Linked DNA regions of Rattus norvegicus: all the other regions are linked to region 1. The links are chromatin contacts, called in public Hi-C maps. All regions are on one chromosome and are shown on one strand. The core of a region is the stretch at or near the end of the contact, and the rest is flanking DNA. Distances in the headings are between cores, read along the strand shown. Region 1 has its middle 15 kb from the start of Tmem247. Region 2 overlaps Prkce (protein kinase C, epsilon). Region 3 overlaps Prkce (protein kinase C, epsilon).

Region 1 (5,019 bases), core at 737-3,236:
GAACCAGCACGTTAGGAGAGGACAAAGACCAGGCCTGAGGGGTGCAGAAGAGAGATAGCATAGCAGTCATGTAAGAGCCGGGAAGAGTGGCTGCAGCACCCCCCCCACATGCACACACACATGAACACATGCACACACATGCACATACATGCACACGTGCATGCACGCACACACACATGCACATACACGTACATACACACACATGCACACGCACACATGCACACATGCACACACACATGTGCACACACACACGCACACACACTGTTTAGGTCAACAGTGATGGAATATAGATTTTAGCAAGTAATAACTCGGGAGTATCAGAAGGGAGGTGTTAGCCATATGGATGTTTGGGAGTGACCCAGCCATTAAGCTGATTAAGGCATATTAAACACAATGCTGTGTGTGTGTGTCTTTCATTTGGGACTCCAGAAGGTTGGGGCAGGTAGCCAGGAACTCATGCTGCCTTGGCTGCCTGGACGATTTGAGTGGAATTAATCACCTACCACAACAACTTGCAATTCACAGTTGCATAAGGCAGGCCCAAGAGTCTCTCCGTAAATGGAAAGGGAACACCTTGGCTTACGCAGATGTCTCCAAAGTTCGCTGGTTCTAGACTCATTCTCCATCCACCTGCTCCCCTGAGAACTGGGGCTGAGACCTGTACAGTGTCTTTGGGACCAGCCCTGGAGCTCATGAGGAACCTGCTTTTCTCATACTGGGTTCACGAGAGTGGCGGTAAAAATAATCTGCAGAGACTATGCTCAACCCTGACTTTGACACGTGCTCCTTGCAGCTCAGGGGTGCTGACACAGCTTACTTGCACACGTGTTTTAGTGACTACTTGTCACAGTCCGAGCAGGCCACTAGCACATAGTAGGTGTTCAGCCACATGCTTGTTAAAGTGTAAGGCCAGGTGCTCCAGAAGTGATTTCTCAAAAGAAAATAAGTGTGTGGTTGAGCACAGCTCTGCGGTAGAAAACGAGGCTCAATCTTGCTCTCTTGGTATTCAGGAACAGTTCCTCTTGGTCTTCTGTGTTTGGGTTTGCTCTAAGAAGCCCTGGAGCGTCCGGGCCCGCCCCTTCCTTGGTAGCAATACTGCTTTCGGTCCAGAAGATGGCGAGCAAAGCCAACAGGAAGGCACGCAGTTCATTAGCTCAGCGCCAGGCCTGAGTGAGCGGTTAGCTCATCTCTTAAGAGACAGGGGTTGGAAAACTGTTTGCCAACGCTTTTAAATATGCGCGGAGGATAAGGGCTGGCCTCGGAGGCAGGGCTTCGGGCTGACCTCTGTGAAAAGGAGCAGTTTAGAAAGGGCAGCCGAAGTGGAAAGATCACAGCAGGTGTGACTGGGTCGTTCTTCAAGAGCCGCTTTCACATCTTCAGCAGCTTTTCTCTAAAGCCAAAACAGCCGGGGAGCATCGGCAGGCCAGGGCACCATCCTTGTCTGAGATGCTCTCTGGCTTTGGAAAGCAGTCCGAGTTTGTGGTCCTTGGTGACTCTCCAGTGTACTGGAGGCTTCCAGGGGCTTCCCGGTCATGTTTGCACGGGTCTTTATACTGAACGGAGGTTGGGAAAGCTTTACACAATGATTTGAGCTGACTAGAAAGAGGTAACAGATCGATGGGGGAGGTTCCAGCCAGGTGGGAATTTGCCAAATAGCTTTTAAAAGAGGTTGAGGAGGCCATCCAATGCTGTGTCTTCAAAGTCAGCGTGATGCAAAGTAAGGTCAGACAGGGCAAGGGTGTGACCCTGGGAAGGGGTGAAGTGCCTCCCCAATTTTTACACAGATTTCTAAGGCTACAGCCACCCTCCACCCCACCCCCATTTTCTTGTGACCTAAATCCTCCCCTGAAGCAGAGCTGGGCTCTAGGCCAGGGTGTCAGTCATGGACAAAGGCGTCCTGTTTCGAAGATCTGGCCACTGTGTTTGCCTGAAGAGTCCAACAAATGCTGTAGGCCTCCCCCAGCCGATAACATAGAAATACAGAGTTCCTCCCAGGACACCAGCAACACTGCCCCCTCAGGTTTCCACGGCATGGTGTCAGGGCTGTATCCATGAGGCCACTTGGTTCTGATTGTATGGTAGCTGCTAGGCTGGCTTCTTCCTCCAGATGACCCCATTCTGGCTTTGTTTGTTTTTCCTAGCTGACTGGAAAGCCTTTTTCTCAGGTTTTTGGATCAAGAGTGAATGACACCCCAATGTAGCCTGTTTTCTCTCTCTCTCCCTCTCCCTCTCCTTCTCCCTCTCCCTCTCCCCTCCCCTCCCTGTCCCTCTCTGCCTATTTTATCCTCCTGCTTCCCAGAACCCTGGTACTTCTGCCTCTCATTGAAGGCACAATGCCGGAGGATGCTGCTGGCCTGAGGACTCATTGCTGTACAGGAGGGAGATAGAACTTTTTAGCTCAGTAGGAAGTTTCTACTCCAGAGGAATGGGGATGCTGACATCTACCTGTCATCTGGTCACTGGGGGTGCAGAGACAGCAGAGACGACAAATGAGTATACATTAAGGGGGCCAGGTCTCTTAGTGGGAAGGAGAGGATGGGGTGGAGGGTGTGTCAGGTGGGAAATGGGGGGACAGAGGCACAATGCCAGGGAGAGGTCTGTGAGACATCTCTAGGTGTCGGGAGGCACAGCTTTCCAGCTTATACAAGAGCTGTGTGTGTGTGTGTGTGTGTGTGTGTGTGTTGTGTGTATGTGTGTGTATGTGTGGTGTGTGTGTATGGTGTGTGTGGTGTGTGTGTGTATGGTGTGTGTGTGTGGTGTGTGTGTGTGGTGTGTGTAGTGTGTGTGTGTGGTGTGTGTGTGTGGTGTGTGTGTGTGTGGTGTGTGTGGTGTATGTCTATGTATATGGTGTGTGTGGTGTGTGTGTGTATGGTGTGTGTGTATGTATGTGTATGGTGTGTGTGTGTGGTATGTGTGTGTATGGTGTGTGTGTGTGGTGTGTGGTGTGTGTGTATGGTGGGTGTATGTGTATGTGTATGGTGTGTGTGTGGTGTGTGTATGGTGGGTGTATGTGTATGTGTATGGTGTGTGTGTGGTGTGTGTGGTGTGTGTATGTGGTGTGTGTGTATGGTGTGTGTGTGGTGTATGTGTATGGTGTGTGTGTGGTGTGTGTGTATGTGTGTGTGTATGGTGTGTGTGTATGGTGTGTGTGTATGGTGTGTGTGTATGGTGTGTGTGTGTGTGGTGTGTGGTGTGTGTGTATGGTGGGTGTATGTGTATGTGTATGGTGTGTGTGTGGTGTGTGTATGGTGGGTGTATGTGTATGTGTATGGTGTGTGTGTGGTGTGTGTGGTGTGTGTGTGTGGTGTGTGTGTATGGTGTGTGTGTGGTGTACGTGTATGGTGTGTGTGTGGTGTGTGTGTATGTGTGTGTGTATGGTGTGTGTGTGTGGTGTGTGTGTGTGGTGTGTGTGTGTGGTGTATGTCTATGTATATGGTGTGTGTGTGTGTGGTGTGTGTGTGTGGTGTGTGTGGTGTATGTCTATGTATATGGTGTGTGTGTATGTGTGTGTGTATGGTGTGTGGTGTGTGTGTGTGTGGTGTATGTGTATGTGTATGGTGTGTGTGTGGTGTGTGTGTGTGTGGTGTGTGTGTGTGTGGTGTGTGTGTGTGTGTGGTGTGTGTGGTGTATGTCTATGTATATGGTGTGTGTGTGGTGTGTGTATGTGTGTGGTGTGTGGTGTGTGTGTGTGTGGTGTGTGTGTATGTGTGGGTGTGTGGTGTGTGGTGTGTGTGTGTGTGTGTGTGTGTGTGTGTGTGTGTGTGTATAGGGTGCCATGAAGAGCAGCATCTGTGGTAACAGAGCTATGGTCATTGCCCTTGGGGAAGGAACTACTTGGCTGTGTGGAAATAAGTATTTGGAGAATTAATGTGGCTTAAATTAGAGTGGAATGGGAAAATCCAGGGGGAAGGGAACCATTTAGGAGTTGTCAGTTCTGGGCAACAGTGGATGACAGGGAGATTAAGAAGGTACCTGGGGACAGATGTCAACCACAGCCTGCAGGAAAAATTGACACAGGCCCCTGGGAGATGAGAAGGACCTTGGTATCTAGGAAGTCACAGAGGGAGTCCTGTGGAAATCCTGGTGTGGCCAGAAGGCTCAGCCCCTAATGTGCCCACAAAGGGATCTTATTCATGTGGTCACTTGTGTAAGGAGCAAAGCAGAGCCTATAGCCAGACAGGACCTTTCCGTGGCTTCCTCTCCCACTCTGGGCTCTTGTTCCTTCAGGGGCCACTCAGCACCCTGACTGCATGCACACTTGGCTAAGCCTCTGCTGCCAACCAGTTTAAAAAGTAGTCGCCTCTTGGCCAGGGCTCTCTGCTTAGCTCTGGCCACAGCCTGGGACAGAGCTCTCTTGACTGCACTTGGAGGAAGGCAGGTGTTCTGTCGCTCAATGGCAGGACTCAGCTGTTCTGAAGGTGGGAGAGGAATGAGCCTGTTTGGAAGGCTCTGTTTAGGAAGTGAGACTGGGAGTTCTGTCAGAGAAGGGGAGGCGGGGGAGAGAACTTTCTGGAAGTTAAGACAGGCAGTGCGAGCCACCTCTTTCTTCCAGTCCAGGCTCTTTGAGTCAGCTGCTTATATGATTGATGGTGACATTTATTTACTGCAGTTTTCCAGGGGTCACAGATCCCTAACAGATGCCCGGTGCCTTGCAGGGGAACACTGGTAGCATTGTGAAGAAAACATTTTCATTCTGAGTGAGTCACAGAGGCAGGGGGACAATGAGTCCTGAGAACTGGCAGGAGATAGGTGTGGAGGAGTTGGGGTGGGTGAAGTTACCCCAGCCTGATGCTCCCTAGGGCCCCCTCTCTGCACCTCTGGTTTCTCAGTTGTGTGGTGAGGTTTCCTCACTGGAGCCTCTTCACGCTCCTTTAGTGCGTTGACCTTCCATGATTTATGCTATGACCACAGCCTGGGGTGGAGTTCACGCATCCTCAGTGGGGGGACAATGAAGACAGTCCTCTCAGGACATGCCAGTCTCAGAGCTGAGGAGTTTGGATCGGTCTGAGTAGGCTTCTG
Region 2 (5,019 bases), core at 1,513-4,012, 360 kb after region 1:
TCCGTAGCTGCATGGGGGCTTAGGGACAGACAGTGTTCAAGGCACTTAGCTTGTATTTAAGGAAGGCTTTCAAAATGTCTACTTAGCAGAAGGCTCCAGTGTATAAGAGAACACACTAAAGGTTCTGTTTTATAAGTTATCAGAAAGACTCCAGAGGGGAATGTGGGGCTTAAAAGGGCAATGGAGTTAAAATGATTAGGCCCCACCAGTCCATCTGCAGCAGACCACCAAGACACTGGCATTTCTGCATGTCCTGTAGTTTGCCAACAAAGGAGAGACACCCTGGTTTGGAAGCAAGTCTTCTTTGATTTTTTTCCTACCTTGGGTTTTTCTAACCCAAGGCAAATGGGAAGATGGTTAATGAGGAAAGATTGACATCTACCAAACATAGGCCTTAAAATCTACATTTTAACATTTTACCTCCAGGAACAAAGGAGTCGGTTGATTGACTAAGGTCACGGAGCTAAGGAAGCAGATCAGCCAGTCCAGGACTGCAGGCCAGATCTCGGTTTCAATGCCTTAGCTCTTCCCTCACTGTAGGAGTCACCCTCAATGTCATTCAACAAAACTGCCAATAAATATCCAAAATTAACATTCGAGGCTGAAGGCGGCAGGAGTGAGTCTAGGGCTCAGCATAAAATAAGTTATTTTATTCCACCCACATTGTTTTTATAGCTGTATCATGGATGTCTAGAGAAATCTAAATTTTATCACAGATGCTACATAAAATGAAGGCTTCAAGACAGTGAGAATTGATTTTAAGAGGTCACAAAGCATACAAATTATTTTATGTTTTAAATTATAAGCACCGTTATAGGTGTATGTTTTTGTTTGATTTCAACATTTTTCTGCAAAGCACACATTAAACATAAAACAGAACAAAAGAACAACAGTAACAACAACAGCAGCAACAAAACCCAGCCCCTCCTGTAGAAGTACACGGTGAACGCGTGTCCTGTCCTGATCCACTCATCTTACAGAGACCACCTCTGGCCGCGGTTACGGGGCTCCCTCAGCTATAGGTGATGGGCAGAGTGGAGAGCTTTCATGCTGCATGTGCTAAGTAGCAGGTGTCTAGAAGTCCCGAAGAAGCTGCCAAGTCAAAGGCCACCTCCCTAGGAGACTCCCCTGCAAGCTCTTCATGCTACTGTCACTGAGGGAGAACAAAGCCCAATTAATCAAATCACGGTGCTTTCCAAACTCTAGTACATAGAAAACTCAAATGGGAACTTTCCAAAAAAAAAAAAAAAAAAACAGATTCCAGGAAACTCCATCCAATCCCCATTCCATATGCCTAGATTGAACCCTAAAATCTCGCCTCTCTAACAGGCTCCCAGTCAGGGCAACGTTCCCAAGTAGAACTCACACTTCAAATGGTGTGGGTTAGCGTGCACTCCCCACCCCCCAGGCCTCTGGTAAACTAGATTGCAATCTGAGGGAAGAGGGTATGGAGGAGGGAAGCAGGGAGAGGAATGAATGAAAGCAGAGGACAAGGACAGAAATATATGAAGAGGCCACAATGACATCCATTACTTTGTATGTTTAACCTAAAACTTTCACTTAAACAATTCAGTCTCATCTCTCCGAGCTCCGGACAGACAGGAGCTGACACCCAAACCACATCAGTATTAATGGTTGCAACCAGGGCTTCTCATGTCTCCCAGGGAACTGCGTGCACCAAACCTGTGTTGCACAAACTTTCCAGGCAGCCGTATTTTGAACTAATGGAGATACTTGGTACCTGCCAACCTTAGGACACACCTTATATTCTGATATCAGAGACTGCTATTTAGTCTGCTGGTGTTTTTGTTGTTGTTTTTGTTTTTGAGGGTTTTTTTGTGTGTGTGTGTCTGTGTTCCAAATGGGTTTTCTCAGCTCTTAAATCCTTGAATGAAATCATCAACCTATAAACTATTACCAATTAGAGTTACTGACTGATGTGTTTGCCGTATCTTTACCCCGCACAGCTGACATGAGCTACCGAGGTGAGTGAACAGCGGTTTCTAGACGCCTGATGCAGCAGCGTATTAAGATCTGGATTCCCAAGAGCCCCTGGTCTGTCTTCCTGAAGCCTTTACCAGCAGAATGGGCATGCTTACAGTCTAACTGACTGATTCCTCAAGGGATTCACGCAAACAAGTGTCTTCTCGTCATTCATTCTCCATCTGGACTAAGTTATACTCCTGTATAACCTTTCTTTTTTTTAAATCCCAATGACTGCTCCTACATGCCCTGGTTAGTTTTATTGTCAACGTAATACATGGGGAATGAGGGAACCTCAACAGGGGAATTGCCCCATCAGACTGACCTGTGCACGGCGGATCTATAGGGCATTTTCTTGATTGCTAATTGAGGTAGACGGGCCCAGCCCACTGTGGGCGGTGCCATCCTTAGGCAGGTGGGCTTGGACTAAATATGAAAGATAACTGAAGGGAAGCAAGACAGTAAGAGGCATTCTTCCACAGGCTTTGCTCCAGTTCTGCCCTTTATGATCCTCTCACTTGGCTTTCCTGCCTTGGCTTCCCTGAGTGATGGGGCTGTGACCTATTAGCTGAAACAAACCCCTTTCTCCTCAAGTTACTTTCTGTCAGTGTGTTCTACCAGAGCAACATGCTACCTACCCATCAATAGTGCAAAGTGGGAGGCAAACCAGTAAAAGTTTTTCGATTGTCTGCGGTATTTTACCTCAGCTAAGGATAGGATCATTCAGCCAGTATGGAAACTCTCCCTTCATGCATAGAATTATGAAAGAGGGGTGTGTTCTTGTGCAATGTTGACCTGGGAGGAAGCACACGAGACGCTGGCTTATTTCCAGTGCATACGACTTTTACCGTTCCCTTTACCTCGAATTACCTCGTTAGTCTGCCGTGTCAGGAGGAAGGCTGAGTAAGAATCAAGTTAGCTGGTTTCTTAGAGATGAGCAATTCCTTTACCTTGGACCTCCCAGATCTGCTTTGCACTAACTGGAAGTTTTGACTAGGGCTTGTAATTGCCAGTCTTCAGCAGGTATTGTGGGAGCATATGCTAGGTGCCAGCAGAAGCCCTCCAAAGCAAGTTTGTCTGTTCCCCGGCTTTCTCTCAGCGCACCAGCACATATCTATCCTCCAGATTTCCTAATTCGGGCAAGCCTAAAACCCATACACAGAACAGGTAGAAAGGACAAACAAGATTTCCAGGCAGCAAAGTCCAAGACCAACAAACAAAACTCATGGCCTTGGGCTCAGTCTACCCCAGCCTGGCAGGGAGGACTCTGAGATGCACCTCAGGCTATTTCTCTCATCTTTAAACTGATGCTTTAAGCACCACACCTCTCCCATCACAGCAAACCATGAGAGCCAAATTGTTCTGAGGAACGGATCACACTCCTCGGTGCACAGCAGTTGTTTATATGGTACTGACTCAAGTACAGTTTGATGACATACCCTCCCTTTCTCTCATGTGTGATGCTGGATGAACCCGGGGCTTCACTCGTGCTACACACACGTCTCCATGCCCTGCCAACATGGTAGTATTAAGAAATGATTGGGAATTTATCTCTTGAAAGAAATACATACTTGAAAGAAATACTTGGAGAATTGGTAGCCAATTCAAATGCACACTTTTTTTTTTTTAAAAAAAAACAAACTTTTAAGAGCCTGCATTCTAGAGCACTTCCATAACTCCACCTATTTTTGCAAGCAATGTAATTAAAAATTACTCATCTTTTTATTTTGCAACCACATCTGCCTGGAAGCAGTTTATAATGTTCTAACTCCTGACCATGCATAGAAGTAACACCGCTTCTTTGAGTGCACAGAACCGAGTCAGCCATCAGCAGTTGTCCTGTGTCTTGTATCTCTGTTTGGACGAGATAAAGCACTGCCGACTTGGTCAAAATAGCAAAGCACAGACTGAAACAAAGCTCTAAGCACTTTCCTCTAAGCCTGAGACAGAGCACGCCGGAGAACAAACTACTCCACCCCATCTATGAAGCCTGTGCTGTGGTTCCCACGGACTTATAACCAAAGGTCAGCCAGTGACAACAGTTGCCTGCAACTTACCAGCACAGACAGAAACTTCTGCCGTGCTCTGGTCATCCGGATGGGAGATTTATGAGAGGCAGAGACAGATGGGTCCATAAATGGCACCCCGAACGACAAGGATAACTTATTTTCATAATTCATTTGAACGCAATGTAACAGGTAATATGAGGTTGTGCGATGAGTGTATGTCTGGAGTTCCTAACAGAAGCTGATGGCTTCCTGGCTTCTTCTCTTGGTAACTGCAAAGTCCAAATGCCAAAATGCCTTGACCAGTTCTATTCTTCCTTATGTCTTTGAGGAGAAAGGGAGGGAGGAAAAGAAGGTGGATGTCACATACATGGCAAGGAGAAGAGCTCCCAGCTCTTGTTATTTGAGGTGACTGGCTAAGCTAGCATTCCCATGCGTGTGTTGGTGAAGGGAAACAGATTCAGCAAGACAAAGGAAGGGAAGTCACAAATACTTCCTCTCCCCAAATGTTATAGGTTTAATCTCATCATTCAAGAGCCCTGAAGTCCTTCCCCTCTTTTACGTTTCCCCTCTCTACCTTCTACCCTATTCTCTCCCAGAGAGAGGCCACGGTCCATGGTGGTCTCCATCACCTAGCCCTTTGGAATGCCACACAAGATCAGAATCTGGAGGGACACTGGACTTATGTAGATGAGCAGGCAAGAAGGAAGGCACACTCTTAAAAGGAAGGACAGTCCTAAATGGCCCTCTTAAGGCTACCAGCTCCAACTGCATAAGGCATAAGCAAGAGCAAGCAAGTTTTCCGGACAGACGATAGGCCCAGGTAAGGAGCCACTCCAGGGGTCCCTGGAAGCAGTAATGGGACTTAAATAGGCAACACACACAGAGACACAGACACACACACACACTCACAAACAGACACGCACATTCACAAACAGACACACACACTCACAGACACACACACAAACACACACACATACACACAGACACACTCACAAACAGACACACACACTCACAGACACACACACAA
Region 3 (5,019 bases), core at 1,814-4,313, 290 kb after region 1:
TGCGCATGCGTGCACACACGCTTCTCTTCACTGGGGCGGTTGGTGCTGATTCTCAGTTCTTTCCCATGCGGACCCAGACTTGGTGCAGGATTATTATTTGACATTGGTTGTGGCTCATGGGGTTTTTACTTACATCATTTATTTTAACATAATTGAGTGGATATTCAGTTTACTCGTTTTGGATTCCATGTCTTAGGTTGAATTTTTTTTCCTTTTCAAGTAATACATGTATTCTGTTAATGTTCCTCCCTCTCGTTTTACTTTCATTTTATAAACGTAAATCTTTGGTGTGCTTACTTATTCTGACAGAAATTTGAGATACACCTCCAACTCTCCTCGTTCCTAGAAATCTGGCAGCAACCTGATGTTTAATGGCCACCTTCCCGGTCCGAGCGGCAGAGCCCCATATGCAAATGGACTGCCCTTACTACTTTTCTTTTCTTTTTTTTTTTTATTCTTTTTTTTCCGGAGCTGGGGACCGAACCCAGGGCCTTGCGCTTCCTAGGCAAGCGCTCTACCACTGAGCTAAATCCCCAACCCCTTACTACTTTTCTATAGCACGCTTTTTAGTTACCGTAGATTTATAATAGGCCTAATACTTGGTGTGGCTGGTCTCCGTTTTCAAAATTTCTTAGCTCTCAGATTCTTGTTTATTTTTCCATATGAACTTTTGAATGGTCTGTTTATATATAGTTTTAAATCCTGGTGCTGCTTTATTGGGAACATGTTTAAAGTTACAAATTAACTTGGGGAGAATCGAGAGTTTACGATGTTGGACCTTCTTGGCCAATAGCTGTGTTTGTTTTTCCTTTTGTCCAAGTCCTTGTTTGTGCCCTTTCGTGATTGTCTTGTGCAGGTCCTGAGCCTTTCTTGCTACATTTTATGACAGGCTGCGGATTGTCCCAAAATACCCTCACTTCCTTAGGAAGTGAGCATTGTTTTCCTTCTCTTAAAAGTTGCTCAGTTATAAAGTAAAATTCAATGTCTCCTTTGGAGCTGAGCATGGACGTGTGGCTAAGTTCTAGCCAATCAATCACACATGTGGACATTTTCTCCTCTCCTCTCCTCTCCTCTCCTCTCCTCTCCTCTCCTCTCCTCTCCTCTCCTCTCCTCTCCTCTCCTCTCCTCTCCTCTCCTCTCCTCTCCTCTCCTTTCCTCCTCTCCTCTCCTCTCCTTTCCTCCTCTCCTCTCCTTTCCTCCTCTCCTCTCCTCTCCTCTCCTCTCCCCTCCCCTCCCCTCTCTTCCCCTCCCCTCCCCTCTCTTCCCCTCCCCTCCCCTCCCCTCTCTTCCCCTCCCCTCCCCTCCCCTCCCCTCTCTTCCCCTCCCCTCCCCTCCCCTCTCTTCCCCTCCCCTCCCCTCCCCTCTCTTGCATGAGGCTAGCAGCATGCCTGGTGCTAACAGCCAGTTTTAACCAGCAAAACTAGCATCGAATCAAGGGAATGGCTGGGTGACTCACAGAGATGGGTCTGTCTGAAGCTCTGCTGTCCCGTGTTGCTATAGTTACTGTACCCGAACTCACTGCTGAAGAACACAGCTATTGTTTTATTTTTTCAGTCTTTCCAGAGGTCTGAAGTAAGACTTTTGTGATTTGCCCCCTCTGAGCCCCCATTGTCTATAAATATCCAATACCTGTATGACAGTTTATGAACAGAAGTTATCAGTTCTTGCTGCGAGGCAAGATGCTGAGTGGCCCTGACTTCTGCTTCTGATCACGAATCCTAACTCTGCTGCTTCCTAGCTGGGTGGGTGAACAGCCCAAAGGATCTTTGTGGATTCCTTACCTTACATGTGAACTGGTGTAATTTGGTTGCCAAGACTGAAGGGTGGTTTGAGAAAGCTCTTCTCCAGGGGTCTTTAAATAATCAAAATTGAAAGCATGCATCCCAGCTAAGGTAAGGTAAGTAGCTGTGATCCCATAGCTATTCTTATTTTTGAAAGGAAGTATTCACTACATCCTCTTTTGCATAAGTCACCAAGGTGAGGGGGGATTTTCCCACCAAACCCAGTGAGAAAAAAATCCCAGCAAGTCACAGGGTCTTTCTGTGTTTGCCTCTGCTGGAAAGAGTAAAAGTGTGGTGGTGGTGGTGGTGGTGGTGTGTGTGTGTGTGTGTGTGGTGGGTGTGTATGTGTGTGTGGTGGTGGTGGTGTATGTGTGTATGTGTGTGGTGGTGGTGGTGGTGTGTGTAGGTGTGTGGTGGGTGTGTATGTGTGTGTGGTGGTGGTGGTGTATGTGTGTATGTGGTGTATGTGTGGAGGGGTGGTGTGTGTGTATGGGGGGGGTAGACCTGGGCATAACAGCCAGGACTGAGAAGAGCAAACATCTCAGACTATGGTGCCACACAGGGATCTCTAGGGGGTCTTGGGGGAGTGGGGTAGGGTGGGGTGGATGTAGGTCAAAGCTGAGGGGTGAGCCAGGCCCGGAAGTGCAGCTACTCCATGGATCCCCATTTCCTCTCCACAGTACCCCTATGTTGTCACTTTTCCCACCTGGGACACAGTTCTTCTAAACTGGTGGCAACTTCCCCAAGAGTGAAAGCCAGACCACATTCCTTCTATAAACCACTTGTCCTTAGAACATGGCTAGTACCTGAGACTTAATAGACCAGAAAAGAAATGGGGACAATGTCTGTGCTTGTCTTGAAACCTTGAAGGAGAAGTGCTGAACACCCCATGCTGCTACAAACCCAGAAGCTGTGTTTGAATGCTCCACTCCCTCGAGTGTTTGTTCCACAGAGCTTAGGCCTCCACGCCACATAGTTGACAGGAAATTCTTAGTTACTTGAGATAAGAGATCAGGAAAATGATTTCAGGGGTGCCAGCATTTGGATCACTCTTGAGGCAGGTGGTGCAGAAACTGCTTGTCTGAGGCTGACTGGTTAGTCAGGGAGGAATGGAAGTGCTCCTGGCGCATTTCCAAACACCTCCAGTATTTCACAAGACACTCAGGAGAAAGGCGAGCTTTCTCTGTGGAGTCAAAACGCCCTCTGGTTAAACGCCCCGGGCTATTGTAGCAAATGGTAATGACTGGCTGGTATCATCTGCCTGGCATCCTCTGTGGCAACAACCCAGCCTCTCTTTCAAGAATGCTCAGTCACTCAAAGGCCACATGAGGCCAAGCAGGGAGGCAAGTAAGGGGTAGCCATTATCTTCATAAACAAAAGCATGCTGAAGTATGAAGCCTGTGGAGTGATTCACTGTTTTGTTCTGTGTTCATCAGAGGAAGAAACCTACATTTTTGCAGATCAATCATTTAAAATCCAAAGAGCTGCTATGTGGAGGGTGAGGGAGGGGGAAGTGGGTGTGCACACGAGTGCCTCTGAGTGTAAAGGTCAGCATTGGGGGGTTCTTCAGTAACTCTCCACCTAGTATTTTTTGAGGCAGGGTCTCTCACTGAATTTAGAGTCAGCAGGCCTCAGGGGTCCTGTTGCTTTAGCAGTTATAGGGTTAACGGTTTGCATCGCCACATCCCCACCACTTTGCATGGGTTGTTGGGGTATCAGGCTCACTTTACCAACTGAGCCATCTCTCCAGCCATCACTGTCTCTTAAAAATAAGATATTTTGTGTGCTGGAGTATTTTACCTACAATGTAGGTATCCACACCAAATGGCGTACCTGGTGCCCACAGAGCCCAGAGGTGTTTTTGGGTCCTGTGGAACCAGAGTCACAGATGGTCATGAGCTGCCATGTGGGTGCTGGGAATCAAATCCCGTCTTCTGCAAGAACAGCCAGTGCTGTTAACCACAGAGCTATTTCCTGGCCCCAGTCATTGCTATCTGTCTGTCTGTCTATTTGTCTATCTATTTATATTCTGATCCCTTGACACAGGGATTCTCTGTGTATCCCTGGTTGTCCTGGAACTCTCTCTGTAGACCAGGCTGGCCTCAAACTCTGAGATTCCCCAAGTCCACACCACCACCCGGTGGTGTCTGCCCAGCTATCACTGCCTTTTAAAGAGATTTTCTCCAAACGCTTTCAGGTCAAGCCCACTGTTGACTCCTAACGTCTAGTTTTTATCTATCCCCGCCCTGCAATCTTGAAGGCTATTGCTTTCGTGATTCTTAATTTGATGGATTGCCCAGGCTGATCTCAGACTCCTGAGTCCCTCCCACCTCAGCCTTCCCAGCTGGCTGGAACTGGATGTGTGTCCTACTACACCCTCCAGGGAGGACTCTTATCTGCATTTTTCTAATTGAGAAAAAAAAAAGGGTCTGGGGACATTTATTTTTTAACTGATCCCTGACACACAGGTGGCAGGAAACCACTTCCATGTGCTTAACCACTTTGCCCTGTTGCCTGAGGTGAATTGAGTGCGTCCACGCTTGGCCCTTCTGTGGGACAGCAAGCATTGCTGCTACCACAGGATGGCTGTTCTGACTCATGGAAACACATTTATAAGATGAAACTGATAAGCCAGACAAGGGCATTTTCACCACACGGACTTATCTAGGGAGAGCAGGCCTTCACCTACTGTTCTGACAGCTAAAGACTCAGGTGTCAAATGGCTGGCTTAGAGCCAAGACAAGTAACCTGGGGGTGTACCCGGGAAGTAGGGCTTGGAGTCACTGCAGAGTAACTTATCTGATTGTAAGCCTCGATGCTTGCTTCCTACAAACCCATAGCAAGGGCCCGGATAGATGGCTCAGCGGGTGAGAGCCCACACTTCTTTTGGAGAGGACCCAAATTGGGTTCTCAGTATCTACAGCAGGTGGCTCCTACCAGCCTGTAACTTCAGTTCCAAAGACCCTGACTCCATCCTCTAACCTGCCTGGGGACTTGCATTCACTTGAAACCACACACAAAAACCAAAATACAACTTCTTTAAAGTTCACATCGAGGAAGGCTTGCACATGCTTAGCTTTTGCTGGGTAATTTCCTGACCCCTGTTGATGGAGAACAGGTATTTGTATCCCCTGTCATGGGGAAGAGGCTCCAAGGCCATCATGATATTCATATCTGGTGTCCCACCCCTTGTCATGTCACCAACCAAGTACATGTCACCATGGACTTATCAAAATGG

The links. A called contact is a pair of places that touch in the nucleus more often than the background predicts.
Region 2: a contact with region 1 is called in a Hi-C map of liver, with 6 times the contacts expected there. The contact joins two enhancer-like sites. A contact is called at or near these places in 9 of 12 Hi-C or Micro-C datasets (the A7r5 cell line, Schwann cells, frontal cortex and 5 more) and 1 of 1 datasets of contacts at active chromatin or transcription factors (oligodendrocytes).
Region 3: a Hi-C map of Schwann cells shows a contact between it and region 1, with 6 times the contacts expected there. The contact joins two enhancer-like sites. A contact is called at or near these places in 4 of 12 Hi-C or Micro-C datasets (the A7r5 cell line, Schwann cells, hepatocytes and 1 more) and 1 of 1 datasets of contacts at active chromatin or transcription factors (oligodendrocytes).

What each region holds. Positions count from the first base shown.
Region 1 is chr6:13,466,560-13,471,578 of GRCr8, forward strand. No RefSeq gene overlaps it. Among named protein-coding and RNA genes, the nearest start is that of Tmem247, 15 kb to the left of the region's middle. Within about 2 kb of position 1,987, at least 47 of the 93 cell types and tissues checked have an H3K27ac peak or open chromatin away from gene starts, as enhancers often do. A contact at or near this core is called in Schwann cells and liver, where this site is marked.
Region 2 is chr6:13,825,384-13,830,402 of GRCr8, forward strand. The region is part of intron 10 of Prkce (protein kinase C, epsilon); the gene reads right to left. Among named protein-coding and RNA genes, the nearest start is that of Prkcel1, 100 kb to the right of the region's middle. Within about 2 kb of position 2,763, at least 3 of the 93 cell types and tissues checked have an H3K27ac peak or open chromatin away from gene starts, as enhancers often do. A contact at or near this core is called in liver, where this site is marked.
Region 3 is chr6:13,757,923-13,762,941 of GRCr8, forward strand. All of the region lies in intron 11 of Prkce (protein kinase C, epsilon), which reads right to left. Among named protein-coding and RNA genes, the nearest start is that of Epas1, 140 kb to the left of the region's middle. Within about 2 kb of position 3,064, at least 16 of the 93 cell types and tissues checked have an H3K27ac peak or open chromatin away from gene starts, as enhancers often do. A contact at or near this core is called in Schwann cells, where this site is marked.